Linked DNA regions of Dromaius novaehollandiae: region 1 is linked to region 2. The links are chromatin contacts, called in public Hi-C maps. All regions are on one chromosome and are shown on one strand. The core of a region is the stretch at or near the end of the contact, and the rest is flanking DNA. Distances in the headings are between cores, read along the strand shown.

Region 1 (6,623 bases), core at 710-3,209, 140 kb before region 2:
GGAAGTATCAGTATCCTTAATTGGCTACTAGTCACCAACATTGTATTAGTGTAGACACTTTCTCTTGACCTTGAGAGCAGATTATAAATTGAAGCACTTACTAAGCTTTCAAGTAGTTAAAAAAAACCCAGCAACCTGCTTTTCAACATTTGTGTTATTGCCCCAATAGCAGTAACTTAACATAGAAGGAAATACTGTTGGAAGACATGAGATTTAAGCATTAAAATGGAGTAGAAATTCTCCTCAGTGCCTTAGCTGGGCAGTCCTGATGTAGGCTCTGTCTCCACTAATGATTTTTGAGCCAGGGTCATTAAATCGATCTATGAATCGTTATTTGCAGTGATACAAAGTGGCTTTTCTGTCACACAGTTTTCTCTAGTTGTTTGTTTGTGCTGCTGCAAATTCTGTGATGTAGACAAGCCTTTCTGGCTGCTTCTCTGTAAAAATGATTCATAATGTTTGTATCTCTATTCATGTAGTGAACTTGAGTGCCATGTGTTAAAAGGACTAGAAAATTAGTAGAGTATTTTAATGTAGTTAAATGCAGTTGTGAGTGTGGGTATCCATTACCTGTCTTTGTATGCTATTAGTTCAATATGCCTTTTCTGCACTGGGGCATGGAAAAGTGTATTGACCACCTGTATAGCAGTTAACTAGAGATTCCTGAAGCTCTCCTGACTTACAGTGAAGAAATTTGTGAGGATTTTCCCACAATCTTATTGTAAGAAAGAATAAACTTTACACAGAAACACAACCTATCTGATTCGCAAAACATTCACAGGATCACCTGAGTACAGGACTTGCTCCTTCAAGGGGCAGTTGATAACCATTGAAGTCAGAAGAAAGAGCTTTTGGGGCCATGACACGACAGCTTTGTACCAGCCTATTTCTTAAAAAGCAACTCTAACCTGTAGATATTGATGTAATGCTTGTAGTAGTTCTTTGTGACATTTTAATTTTGCCTTATGAAACCATTTCGGCATTGAACCACACAGAGATGTGCATGCTTTCCTGGCCTGTTGACTCCAGCAGCTGGCAAGCAGATTGATGTGCCATTTCAAGTTGTGACCTTTACACAAAGACCTCTTGCTAACCGTTTATTAGATCTCAGAAAGTAAAGTAAGGCTGTGTTTAGTTCGTATTTACTGTTGATACTGTCTGCTTTGAGCCTTATCTCTACTACCCCAAAGTTGTAAATTTGGATTAGAAAACTGAACACACACTGAATTACGGAAAATAAATTTTGGGGCGGGTCCTCTCTGTATTCTGTTTTTCTGCTGGTATAGGTAGAGATTTTTTCTTTCTTCTCTTTGCAACTGTAAGGACAAAAGGCTTCGGTTTTGAATATCTGAAGTACTCCTGAATTGGCAAGAATGTGGAAATGAGGATGAAAGAAATGTAACAAATATGACACAAGCCAAAAGTCTTTGTTTTGTTGTTTGCCTGAGACTGTTTCTGAGCTAGTGTCTAAGCAGAATGATTACAGAGACCGTACACCTACGGACAAAGGGATGGGAGGAGGAGGCAGTTTAATAACGTGGCCATAACGTGGAAGCCTTGATGCTTCTTTAAGGGAAGAATGGGGTAAAGTGTGTAAATCTATATATAGCTTGATATCAGTTTACATTAACAACAGAATGTTGCTGTTTATATACATGTCATTATGTTTGTCTTTCTCGTCAGCATACTACTTCATTCACATATGAGAGAAAAGTGAAGCACTTTCAGTATGGTTTTCCTAAAGAAAAGATACATATAGAATTGCTCTGCCAGTCCTTTTCAACAGCATTCGAAGCTACTTGCGAATGTTAAACACATTTGTCCGGGATCTCGAAGCTACTGCAGTTCTACAAGTAAGTGTGTGCAGCGAGGGGAGAGGGACCCGCGGGAGCACTCAGCCGAGCTGTGCCGCACTCACCCACCTGCTGCCGGCGGGTACACAGCGCCACGTGGGAGCCTGATGCATTTTGCCCATCTGACAGATGATCGCTAGAGGTAGCAGAAGCAAGCAGGGGAAAGAGGGCGCTAAGAGACCTAACGAGAAGCTTGGGAAGTGCTAGGAGCTGTGGATATTATAAAGGGAAGGCTCAAGATAGATGTAGGAGAGAATTAAAGATGTTGTAGAGGAGGAACTTTGCAGACAGGCGAGGGATGACAAGCCTGCTGAGGGATGTAGGGGGATATGGTGGGGGGGACCTGGAGGTATTGCATGTAGCGGCTGAGGATTTGGTAGGTCCTGGGGACCGTAGCCACGGGAGAGCTCCGTGGGACAAAGAGGGCAACCAGACTGCAACGTTACTGGGGATTTGGGGAGGAGCTGCAGGATGCAAAGCGTCTAGAACAGCCCTGTAGCAGAGCGGCCTTTGCTGCTTCCACTGCTCATGGAACAGCTCCTTATTTCTTACAAATGCATTTAATATTTTCAGTTAACAACTGTTTTATCTGTAATGTTATGTGATTTCTTATATGGAAAATACCATGAAACATACAAGTAATTGGTACTCTCAACAAACTGCTGTCCCCTTTCTTCTCCTAAAATGATCCCTCTCATGACAGCTGAAGTGTGTTGTATTGCCAGGTCAGGAGGGGGGTGCTCCAGGCTGGCCGTGCTTGTTGAGTGCCGTGAAGAGGCATGTGCAGTCAGTCTGGGAGCAATCACCAGCAGAGACCAGGAGGAGATGTGTATAGGAGTCTGAATCTCATGCAGTGTTTCTGTTTTTTATTGAATTCACTAATGCTATCTGATTCCTTTGCCAGATGAGGTTTTACAGTATTGTAATTGGGACCTTCTTTTTATGATGTCATGATAAATTTTAGCTCTGGAGAAACTTGGTTTGTTTTTATATTTTCAAGTCTCTGAAATAAGCTACTTAACCTTCAGAGTACTAAGTGGGTGCACTGTTAAGTGATCTGGCTAACTTAAATGTATGCATTTATGCAAATGTAGTAGCTGCTATTAAGTTTACTGGTTGTGTTTGAATAAACACTGATTATGTCCTGTGATTGCAAGGAAGTATGACTAAGACTACATGCAGTCTCCTAAATCTGAGCTACTAGATTGCTTTGTTGAGAACTGGTATTATTTGAAATACCTAAGGGAAGGAGAAGATGAAACTATAAAAGAAGTAAGATACAATGGTGTACTGGTCTTAAAAGCTTGGACGTGTGGTTGTCTCTCTAACATAATGTATTTACAAAGTGGCTGTTGTAACTGGAATTTTACAGGGTCTGTCCCTAGTTATATTCAGGCAGCATGTTGAATAGTTGCATTTGCAATGAACTATTAAGAGAATAAGAAGAATGTAAAAAATGTTAAATAGTGTTTTATTGCAGATTTAGCATGAGAAATGATCTACAAGCTTTCAGAGCAGTTAGTCAAAAATATTTTAAATAGTTTTGGCCGGCAGTCAAAGGTAGCCATTCAAATACAATGTGTTCTTTCTACCAGAAGATGGTGCCCTAAAACGTATTCAGTAATTCCAATTTTCTAAAGTTGTGATATCTGAGAATTAGTATTTTTTTAAATATGTTAGGGCAAGGTGAAAGTCCTCAGAATTAAACAATGAAGTCTTTGTGATGCTTGAACTCTTGTTTATATTCCAAAGTAATGGGATATAAGCAACACGACTTTTTTTTTTTATTCTTGGTTCAAAGCAAAACAGACAAAGGAAAAGGAATAATCATTACAGGAAACATTACCAAGTAACTGGTCAAATTAAAAAAAATTGAAACCAGGGCAGTAAATCCCTAAATAATAATGTCTTCACCTTCTGGACTTCAAAGTATAATTTAATTGTTTTCTCAATGCTGGAGAGGAGAAGGAGGGAAGCTGCAAAAAAAAAAAAAAATCAGGTAGTATCCAATCTGATAAGCAAATCTGTGGAGCAGCTTCATGATTTTCAAGTCATTATATTGATGAAATAAGACAAATCCATTGTGTATTATGATAGTAAGATAGGTATGATATAAAATGCAGTACAAGAAGTCAGTGGGATTTTTGCCATTGTCTTCAACAGGGCCGAAGTTGCACCAGTGAATTCTTATATTTACGGATTCTCTGCTTTGTTGTTAACGAACTATTTGCAGCCCAGGGAGACAAAATCCCCAGGCAGCCTGTCAGTTTTCTCTACAAGTTGGCTTGGCCAGAGTTTCCTTGAAGGCACTGGCAATTAGAAGAAATAGGAGTCCACCGACTGTGAGGCCCAACCAACTGATATTCACAGATCAATAACTCCACCTGGCTTTTTTGCTCCCTTTAAGTCTTAGACAAAGGAGTTTATTTAACAGAAGCAGCTGGCTTTCCTTAATATCTGATTTACTGATATAACTTAAAATCAGACGTAAGGATTACCACACTAAATTACGAAATGAATTTCAGCTTTTATAATACTGTCAGGTAGCTCTATGACAGCTATTGAAGAGGAGTTTTCTTTGTGTAAGACTGAGTCTTTTTACAGTACATACACTGTGCTGCTGGTTGTTAAAATTAAGCAAATATATTTTAAATACACTTGAGGGGAAAACATGCTGGGGCTGTCAAATTGTAATTGTCTGGTACTTTGTTTTTTTCTTATATATAGCAGGAAGGAGAATGATGGGGTTACTTACAACAGCAACAGCAGTTTTAACTCTAAACTTTCTGTTTGCACGGCCTGGCACATGTGGTCCTCTGTGAGAAATGCAGCAGTGCTTAAGTGCGTTACGTACCACTGCAAACATATTTATTTTACCCACGTGGGCTACATCTGTGGCTGCAGCGTGGATAAATGTTATGTTCATTATGTGTATGACAGAAGTACGATTTACTGGTGAAGAGCTGGTTTGTAGTATTACCCCAATGTAGGGCTTAGACAAGAACACTGTGCTGGAATATACAAGCCGAGGGCTGCAGTGGATTTGTCTGCGCCGTGCTTTGAGGATTTACTTACTGAGCATAAGCTTTCAACAGTAACAGTAAGTGATTCTTAATCATTTTTGATGCAAATTGCTTACTAAAAGGAGCTGTTTCTTCAGATTCCCCAGATTCTCTTAGTCCCTGGTATGTTTTTTTTCCATGAGTTCATAGTAAATAAAACAGATGCTTTAACCACTTACGTACCAAGAGGCTTAACGTACAAACTTGCTACCTGCTGGCGGCACGAGGCAGTACAGAGCTGAGCTGCCTCAGAAGGCAGGAGGAGGACCGCGGTGCAGCGCCGAGCCCCCAGCTGCGGAGGAACAGCAGGCGCTCGCGATCTGGCTCCTGCCTTCGCCCGGCACCAGCACCGTGGTCCCCGTGCCGCCCCCCAGGATAGGAAGCTGCTCTTACCCCCAGAGAAGCCCTACCTACTCCATTAGAATAATAGTAGTCACCTAATGTTGAAAAGTTAAAAAAACCTTGAAGTGCAGTAAATTAACTTTCCTCTATATGTGCTCTGATGGCCCAGGTTGTCCCAGGGCCTCTCATAGTTGTTCAAGATGGCAACCTTATAAAAATGGGCAGTAAGTAATTAAAAATAATGCAGATCATCCTAGCAAAGGCCCCACAAGCAATTCAGGACTGCTCTCAGCAGGATGTGCCTCTGCACACTTGCAGGCAGCAGACCGCGAGGCGCTCCCTCTTCCAAGCGGACCTCGCACAGGGTCCTGCTGGGCTCAGGGTAACTGCGATTTCCACGGGGCTCCGTGGCAGTGACTTGTGCTTGGCGCTGGCACGTGTCAGCATCGCACAGCTGACAGCATGGTTCACATCTGCTGATGGTTTTATTAGAAAGTCTAAGGTTTGAGTGAGATGGGGAGTTGAAACACCCTTTCAATCCGGGTCAGCATTGCGGGACGTTTGCTGGGACACTTTTGCTGCTGACGCCCAGGGCCTGCATCGTGCCTGTTGTTTGCGCTAACAGCAGCGTGCACCAGGACGCACAACTGCAAGAGTCACTTCTAACGCTTGCAAACTTAAGAGGTGAAACCTAACCTATGGAGCGGTAACCTCCACAAGCACAGGGCAATCACACGCTTAGGGACGGCAATGAAAGCATTAGAAACGTAAAAACATAGCAGAGCTTGACTTCCAGGACTGGTTGTATTTGCACTTACATCTCCTTGGAAAAATACCTCACGTGGGTGGTGAGCTGCCTCTCCCATGTCTCACAGGTTTGCTTTTCAGGTGTTGCTCTGTAGTTTTGGATGGTTTGTTGGACTTTTCATAGCCTCCCCCCCCCCACAAACAAATAGATTGCCAATCAATTGCCCTCCGCAGCTGGGGACATTTTTAAGTACACAGTTGCTTTTAATGTTTAATTAGGTATGATAACCGGATAAAATGTTCTTGGCAGCACAGCGTGCCTCTGGCTCACACTTCTCCCCTTGCGGGGTGCTGAGCCTAACACCGCTCAGGTACCTATGGCCAAGGCTACGTCAGCTTTCTGGTGGCATGAACCGCCGAGTGGATCCGCAGTTGAGCTGGAAAAGCTACTGCCGGCTATGGTTTTGCATGGAAGGTCTTGGCTCAGTAACCGCTTCGGAGGTGTTTTCTGACATTATACACAAATCTAAATGGCGAGTGGTGCTGCTTTGCGTTTGTTTGTTTCGGGATCGCCGGCTAAAGCCTTTGGAAGGCTGTACAAACACCAGCATGCTTTTTT
Region 2 (6,629 bases), core at 1,165-3,664:
AAACAGAGCATATTTGTGAGTTCTCCATTAGCTAAAGGAAGAGAAAGTTAAGCCTCTAGCTAGGCTGTAAACAAGTTCTTTCTCGTCCCCAAAGCAAATGAAGTGGAGCTTGTAAGCAATTGCTAGTTAAAACACAGTCCTTTGCAATTACTCTCTTTCCTCAACCTTAGGCCTGGTAACAAGTTTCCCGTGGTTTTGGAGTTCCTGCGCCTCTCCAGACTAAAGCCTCTCTAATCGGTGAGAATCAAAACGTAAGAAAAGCAGAATAAAGGGTGTGTTGAAGAAATTCCTGCTGAAAAGCAAACCTTTCTCCAAATCTGCATTTCTCCATTCTCACCAGCCCACAGAAAATGACTTTCCTCCCAATGTAGGAGCATCGCCAGCCTGGGATACTGGTTGTGAAGCACCAAGTCAGTGGGATCTTATGGACACTGACAGTGTCCCGTCCCCTCAGCTTGCCCGCACAGCATTCCCTAAGAGCTAACATGGCTCAGGGAATGCAGGCTTTTGAAAAGGGCAGAGACAAGCTTCAGAGCTGCTCAACCTTGTTCTCCCCTTGCATCTCCTACTTGAGACTTAAATGGAGCAGAGGGGTTTGCGGTAGTCTTTTCTATCACAATGAATCTAATGCTAATACCAAGTGCAATAATATAAAATGAAGATGTCCTAATTGTTTGTAGGATATGCACTATTTACTCCAGTACTTTTAATCTCACTGAGCAAGAACTCTCTACTATAACTTCGTTTTTCACTGTGTTTGGGATATTCTTCTATTCTATGTCTTTTTTGATACAAACGACAGATAATAAATCCAAAGTCTGGTCCCGGATATATATAGGGAAGAATAAATATAGCATAAATATAGGTAAGAATAGTCCCAGTGTTACTTAACTATAAAATATCCAACTATTTTTTCCCCATTTTTTCATTTTGAAAATAGTGAGGTTTATTTAATTTTTTTCTGGAGAAAACTGTTCAACTGTTTCAACAAACTTACCCTAGAAAGTGGAATCACCTGTTTTCTCTGAGCTGTATAAATCTTCACAGAATTGAGACCGTTGCATCAAAATTTCCAATCCCTTACATAAAACAGTAATTTTCATACAGAAATATGTCAAAAAGTAAGATACAATCATTTATTTTCTATAATCCTGAATCATTTTCAAAAACTTTAATAAAACTTGTGATTATCTGTCTCCATAATTATTAGATGAAGTGCCTCATTTCACTTCTGAAGGAGAGAAGGTATAAGAATGCCAAAATATGTAACTGATTTGCTTACAGAATTATTTTTCTTTTTCCAGTCACACAAGCATAAGGTATCAGATCAGTTTAAATTAGCAGATGACAACTACATTAAATATAACTAAAAACAGAGGTAAATAAATACAGATAAGGAAAAATTATATAACAGTGAATATATTTTTCATGACCATTTTGTTTTTGAAAAAGAAGAAAACAGATCTCCAACAGAGAGATGAACTATATTTCTCTTAGTCAAAATGCAGTCAGCTGGCTAGTGGGCAAGGCAAAGTATGATATAGATCAGACAGATCCTGACAGACAAATTTCTTACTCCAAGAGAATCCCCCTAACCAGTATAAGCCCCAAGTGTGCTACTGATTTGCCCAATCAAACCATTATACCCACAGAGAAATGCGTTTAAACCAGTGGGCTCCACACCAATCCAAAGGCTGATCTTTATGGGTGAGATGGCAGGATCAAGAACATGAAAGCCAAGTTTTAATGTTGTTAATGTTGGTGTTCCTGCTGCAGTGACAGGCTTGGTAAAGTTACATTAAATTACATGGCATAGCTTGATGGGAAATCTAATCGTGAAGGAGAGAAACTGCATACATTTAACAGTTTGGTTATGTAGAAATAAAAATTCTTAGAAACAAAGAATATGAATTATCTCTACTGACAACATTAAAACAGTAATATCTATTGTCCCTGGAAAGCCATCACGTATACCAGTGACATTACCGTGCTGTTTTCAGTAATTGTACTATGAACTATATCGACACTTGAAGGGAGACAAACACCTGGTTGAGAGAGAGAGAAAAGACAAGATGATGAAAGCAGCAATCACACAGCACGCCTCCAGACTAAGCTCAAACTGTGAGGAAAAAAATAAAATAAAGCCAGTTCCCCGAAAAGTGTACACAAAATGGGTCTCACCCTACCTATTCCTTGAAATTTTGCTCATTCATTGGAATTCTCTCAGCCTCTACACACTTCTCATAATCTTAATTTTCATATGACGCAATAAGGCTATTTGGCCGCTTTATGTCCGAATTATCGGAGCGCGGCTTCCCCGCTGCCTCCAAAGCCTCCCCGCAGCTGCGCACGACACCTGCAGACAGATCCGGGCACGGCTGCGCTCACTTACTTCACCAGCAGTGCTGCACACCAGCAAAGCTCAAATGAACACCAGGGCGCATCTGGCAAAGCAGGGCTGCCTGGTGCCTACCATTCCCATCCCAGGCTCTCCCTATATTAAAAAAAAAAAATTGCCTCCCCGCTACTCCACTAATGGTTACTAACATTTGGAAATAAAATACTCTGTATCTTCTTTCTCATCTTCTGTCCACCTCAAATGGATACTGAGGATCAAATTGCTGAAATATTAACATAGAGTATATCCTGAGCTTTCTGAGCAAAAGATGGACCAATGACCTAGAATACAACTGTGAAATTTAATACATGTGAGTTGAAACCCAGGGGTTTTTTTTGGTTTTTTTTTTTTGCATTTTAAAGTATTTATACCCAATTTTAGCATTAGAATTACTTTTCAGGTTGACATTCCCAAACCTATTTTTCAGAATTTTTTGAAAGTCTGCCAAAACAAAAATTCCAGAATGGTGATGTTTTACCCCAACCCAAAGTTTAAACTTGATGCTAGGAAACATTTTGCTTCTGGAAATACTGTCTTCTTGAAAACATACAAAACTGTAGGTGATTTCTAATGTCTGGAAGGATTTAATGGAATTTTTCTTAGACCACTTTCCCCAAATTCCAGCTAAAATAATCACATTCATTCTTCCCAAAATCCCTTCTCAGTTTCCATCTCTAGCCTAACACTGTTTCAGTCCTAGACACTGTGCTACACCATTAAACAAATGCTTCTTCAGAAGTTGCTGCACTTCAGTTAATATTAAACACCTCTGAGATTTGTTTCACAAAGTGCCTTCAGTGACAAATTCACTTTCAAACGGAAGCTCATAACAGTATGTTATTATCCAGTCATTCGTTTGGGTTTTGTATGTCATTCGGGGTAAAACTTATCATTTACAATGACCAAGATGTTTTGAAATAACTATAGATATTGGGTGCTTAGCTTTACTTGGTTATTGTAGAGCGAGTGCTCAACAATTCCAGAAGCCACCCCAAAACTTACATACCAAACATTAGAGACATGCGTACCACCAGATGAAGCACATCTATACAAAGCTTTAAGGCACCGTCACAAACCACATGTTAGACCTTAAGCTTTACTAAGTCCTGTTTTACCTCAAAAACCTAGATTTTCAGATCAAAAGTTTCTCGTTAATTAGTGTTCCAGACTTACATAATTTACTACTACTTTGTTTTTCACGTCAGCAGAATGGAATGAGGAAGGCTTGGGACAGCAGGAAGGGAGCTCCTACACTGGTGGAAGGGGATTTAACAACCAGCATTACCACCTAGTGGACAGACACTGCTCCTCTTTCATTTTACACTCTCATCTAATCTCCGTCCACATAAAATATTCTAACATTTCTCTTTGTTGATATATTAATTAGTAAATTGTTGTATCTGTGCTCGTATCATAATTATTTGTTTTTAGTACTCTGCCACTGAAGCCCCAAATCCAGCAAAGCATAAAAACACACGCACTACAGTTTCAAGTGCTGCTTTGGATAAGTTAAACCTTCCAAAATTATTCAGTCTCAGCTTGATGTTCCCTGTCATTTTTCAATCCTCTCTTAATGCTTTCTACTTCATATTAAAATACTTCGCATTTCAGAACTCTAAAAAACCCCAAGCTATTCTTCAAGACTCGTGGTTTTATAAATACATTAAGGACAATATTAACATGCTTTGGTTCAAAAGGAAATGAGTGCCCTGTCAAATTTAAAAGCCCATGAAACCTAAAGAGAAGCTAACAGTCCAAAGTAAAGCATCCGGGACCAGACTGCAAAGCTGTTTAGGTACTCCTGCTGATTTAGGAACCAACATACCTTGCAGACTAAAGCTGATTTATGATTTCCTCAGGGAATGCTGTGCTTCTTCACTGAATTTTCTGTTACCATAACACTTTGTCAACATTCGCATCCCCCCCTTTGCACCTCTCCCTGAATGGTTAATCTGCATTCTGCAAAGTCCATTAAAGGACTGTCTTTCCTTCCTTTTCCTTTCATATTGTTTGACTGTTTTGAGTACCTTGAATTTCTGTTACGTTCCAGTCCTATCAGACTCCTGCGATGCCTGTAGGTTTATGGCCTTGTATATATTACACAAATTTAACTAAATCAATTTACAACAGCAGAGTTTCCCATTTTGGGCATAGCCTATTTTTTCCTGCACTTCTGAGATTCAGGAACCTCTGTCCAGCTGGACTCATTAGTGTTCTCATGACTTAAGCGGGATTTAGACATTTCTGTCCAATACTGCGATCTTCACACTCCCTATTTGTCTACTACTCAGTCAATACTCATTTCTCAGATCAGCACTTGCCTTTTTCCCGTGACTGTATTTTATTGTAAAAGGACAGCTCCATGAAACATCTGAAATTTAAGCACAAGTTTAATGCTTTGACTGGGCAGATCAATACCAGAAAGAATGATCTGCCATTTCTAAATCTGAAAGGTCATAGAGGCATGTCAGGGCATATTCCCTATTTGAAGCCAACTTTAGCATGAGTCAACAAGTGCTAAGCAGTAGACCTCTCTAGCAGATATGCTGTTACAATGGCCACACAGAAGCACTCTGAGCATTTGAGGAGCCTTCAGTCTTTTTTCCTTCTGAATGCTGCACATTTCTGACTTAGAAATCATTTTAACTGGAGCCCACTGAGCATGAAAAATAGCAGATTGGCAGCCCAGGAGGCTCCATGGAATGTGATCATATACAGGAAAATGAGACTGTATGTTCCAAATCAAATCAGGTTATCTTCTTTCCATATGCCATTCTCAGCTGTTGGCTTAATAGCACTGCACTCCCAGGGTCATCCCTCCTGAAACTGTATCCTGACTGTATCATGAAGTGGGCTCCAGAATAGTAGCCCTTCAGACAATTTGCCATGCAGCTTTAATCAGGAACCCTAGATAAGGCATGCATACAAGCAGGGAATGATGGTACAGTATGTGAAGTTTTGACTTACAGCCACATGCACCGAGAGAGAAGCTCTGTTCAGTGACTGCACAGGCAGTGAAAAGGAACACTCTTTCCTACTTGTGCACATTAGTCAAACTCAGTGCTGTTGCTAACATCCCTTTGAGGCTCACAAACTTTCTCCACTTTTCCAAATGCAAACTAGCCTTCTCTTCCCTCTTGTCTTTCTTTCCCTCATTAAGTTTAGGTACCTTTATTTTATTGAGTACTTTCTTTTGGTTCTGTAGAGTGATTGTTCTTTTAGACAAATGACTGCAAGACAAAAATAAGAAAATACCATAAAAATACATTTCTCAAAATATTTCAATGATTATTACCTGTATTGTAGTAATAAGCAGGGCTCTCTCTATGCCAAAAATTACTATTTTCTTTTAACACGCTTGGATAAAAAAGACAGTTATTACTTGCACCATGTCTGGTAATGTATCTAACCACTGGAGTACCATGCTGCATTAGGGCAGCAGAAACCCTCAGTGCAGAAGGAGGAACTGTGTATGTACCTGTGTAGAACAGAAAGCTAACGCTATTAGCCCTTTTGTTTGTGGAGCAAAATAAGTGTTGTTAGTCTGGGCCCAGCTTTCACCTTTGCCTGAAATGATGTTTTCAGGCTTCTTGCTAAAGGAGACAAAGTCACACAGACGTCTCAGGCATTTGTCTCACCTGTGAAGACACATGGAAAATCAAGCTCTGTGCAACTATAAAATCTCCCATTATATAGTAAAAAATTTAGCATATTTCCCCATGGCTGCCCCTAAGGAATGAGCACTCAAATTAGCTTCTAGCTACATCACACACAAGGGTGATTTCCTATTAGAGAGTATTTTGTAAAGCACCTTACTTTTGATATACAGAGGCCAGTATACCAGAGATCCCTATGCATCCACAACAACCTACACGCTAAAGATCACAAGGAGGCCAGTAGCCACAGGACAGAGTGCCTCTTCCAGCTAGTGGTGTCACCTCTAATCTCATAGGGAAACAAACTCTACCCAATTAACAGGTCTCTACCACTAAAACTGCATCCAAACTAAAGGGGATATATCAATTTCATTGTACTGGTTTTATCAGTGATACCACTTGAGATCACAGAAGGCTTTAGGATAAAAAGTATAAAGTTTAGTATAAAGAAAACACATTTCCTTGTAAGACAGTGGGCTCAGGTTGGTTAATTCCCTTAAAGTCAGTGAAATGACACTGGGAATGACTGAGGCCCAGTACTTCTGATAATTAATATTCCTATTGTTGAATCCCCT

What was found. A called contact is a pair of places that touch in the nucleus more often than the background predicts.
Region 1: a contact with region 2 is called in a Hi-C map of ovary, with 4 times the contacts expected there. The contact joins two enhancer-like sites. A contact is called at or near these places in 2 of 4 Hi-C or Micro-C datasets (brain and ovary).

The regions. Positions count from the first base shown.
Region 1 is chr13:14,518,482-14,525,104 of bDroNov1.hap1, reverse strand. No RefSeq gene overlaps it. Among named protein-coding and RNA genes, the nearest start is that of WTIP, 4.2 kb to the right of the region's middle. Within about 2 kb of position 1,959, at least 1 of the 2 cell types and tissues checked has open chromatin away from gene starts, as enhancers often do.
Region 2 is chr13:14,375,671-14,382,299 of bDroNov1.hap1, reverse strand. No RefSeq gene overlaps it. Among named protein-coding and RNA genes, the nearest start is that of GPI, 35 kb to the right of the region's middle. Within about 2 kb of position 2,414, at least 2 of the 2 cell types and tissues checked have open chromatin away from gene starts, as enhancers often do.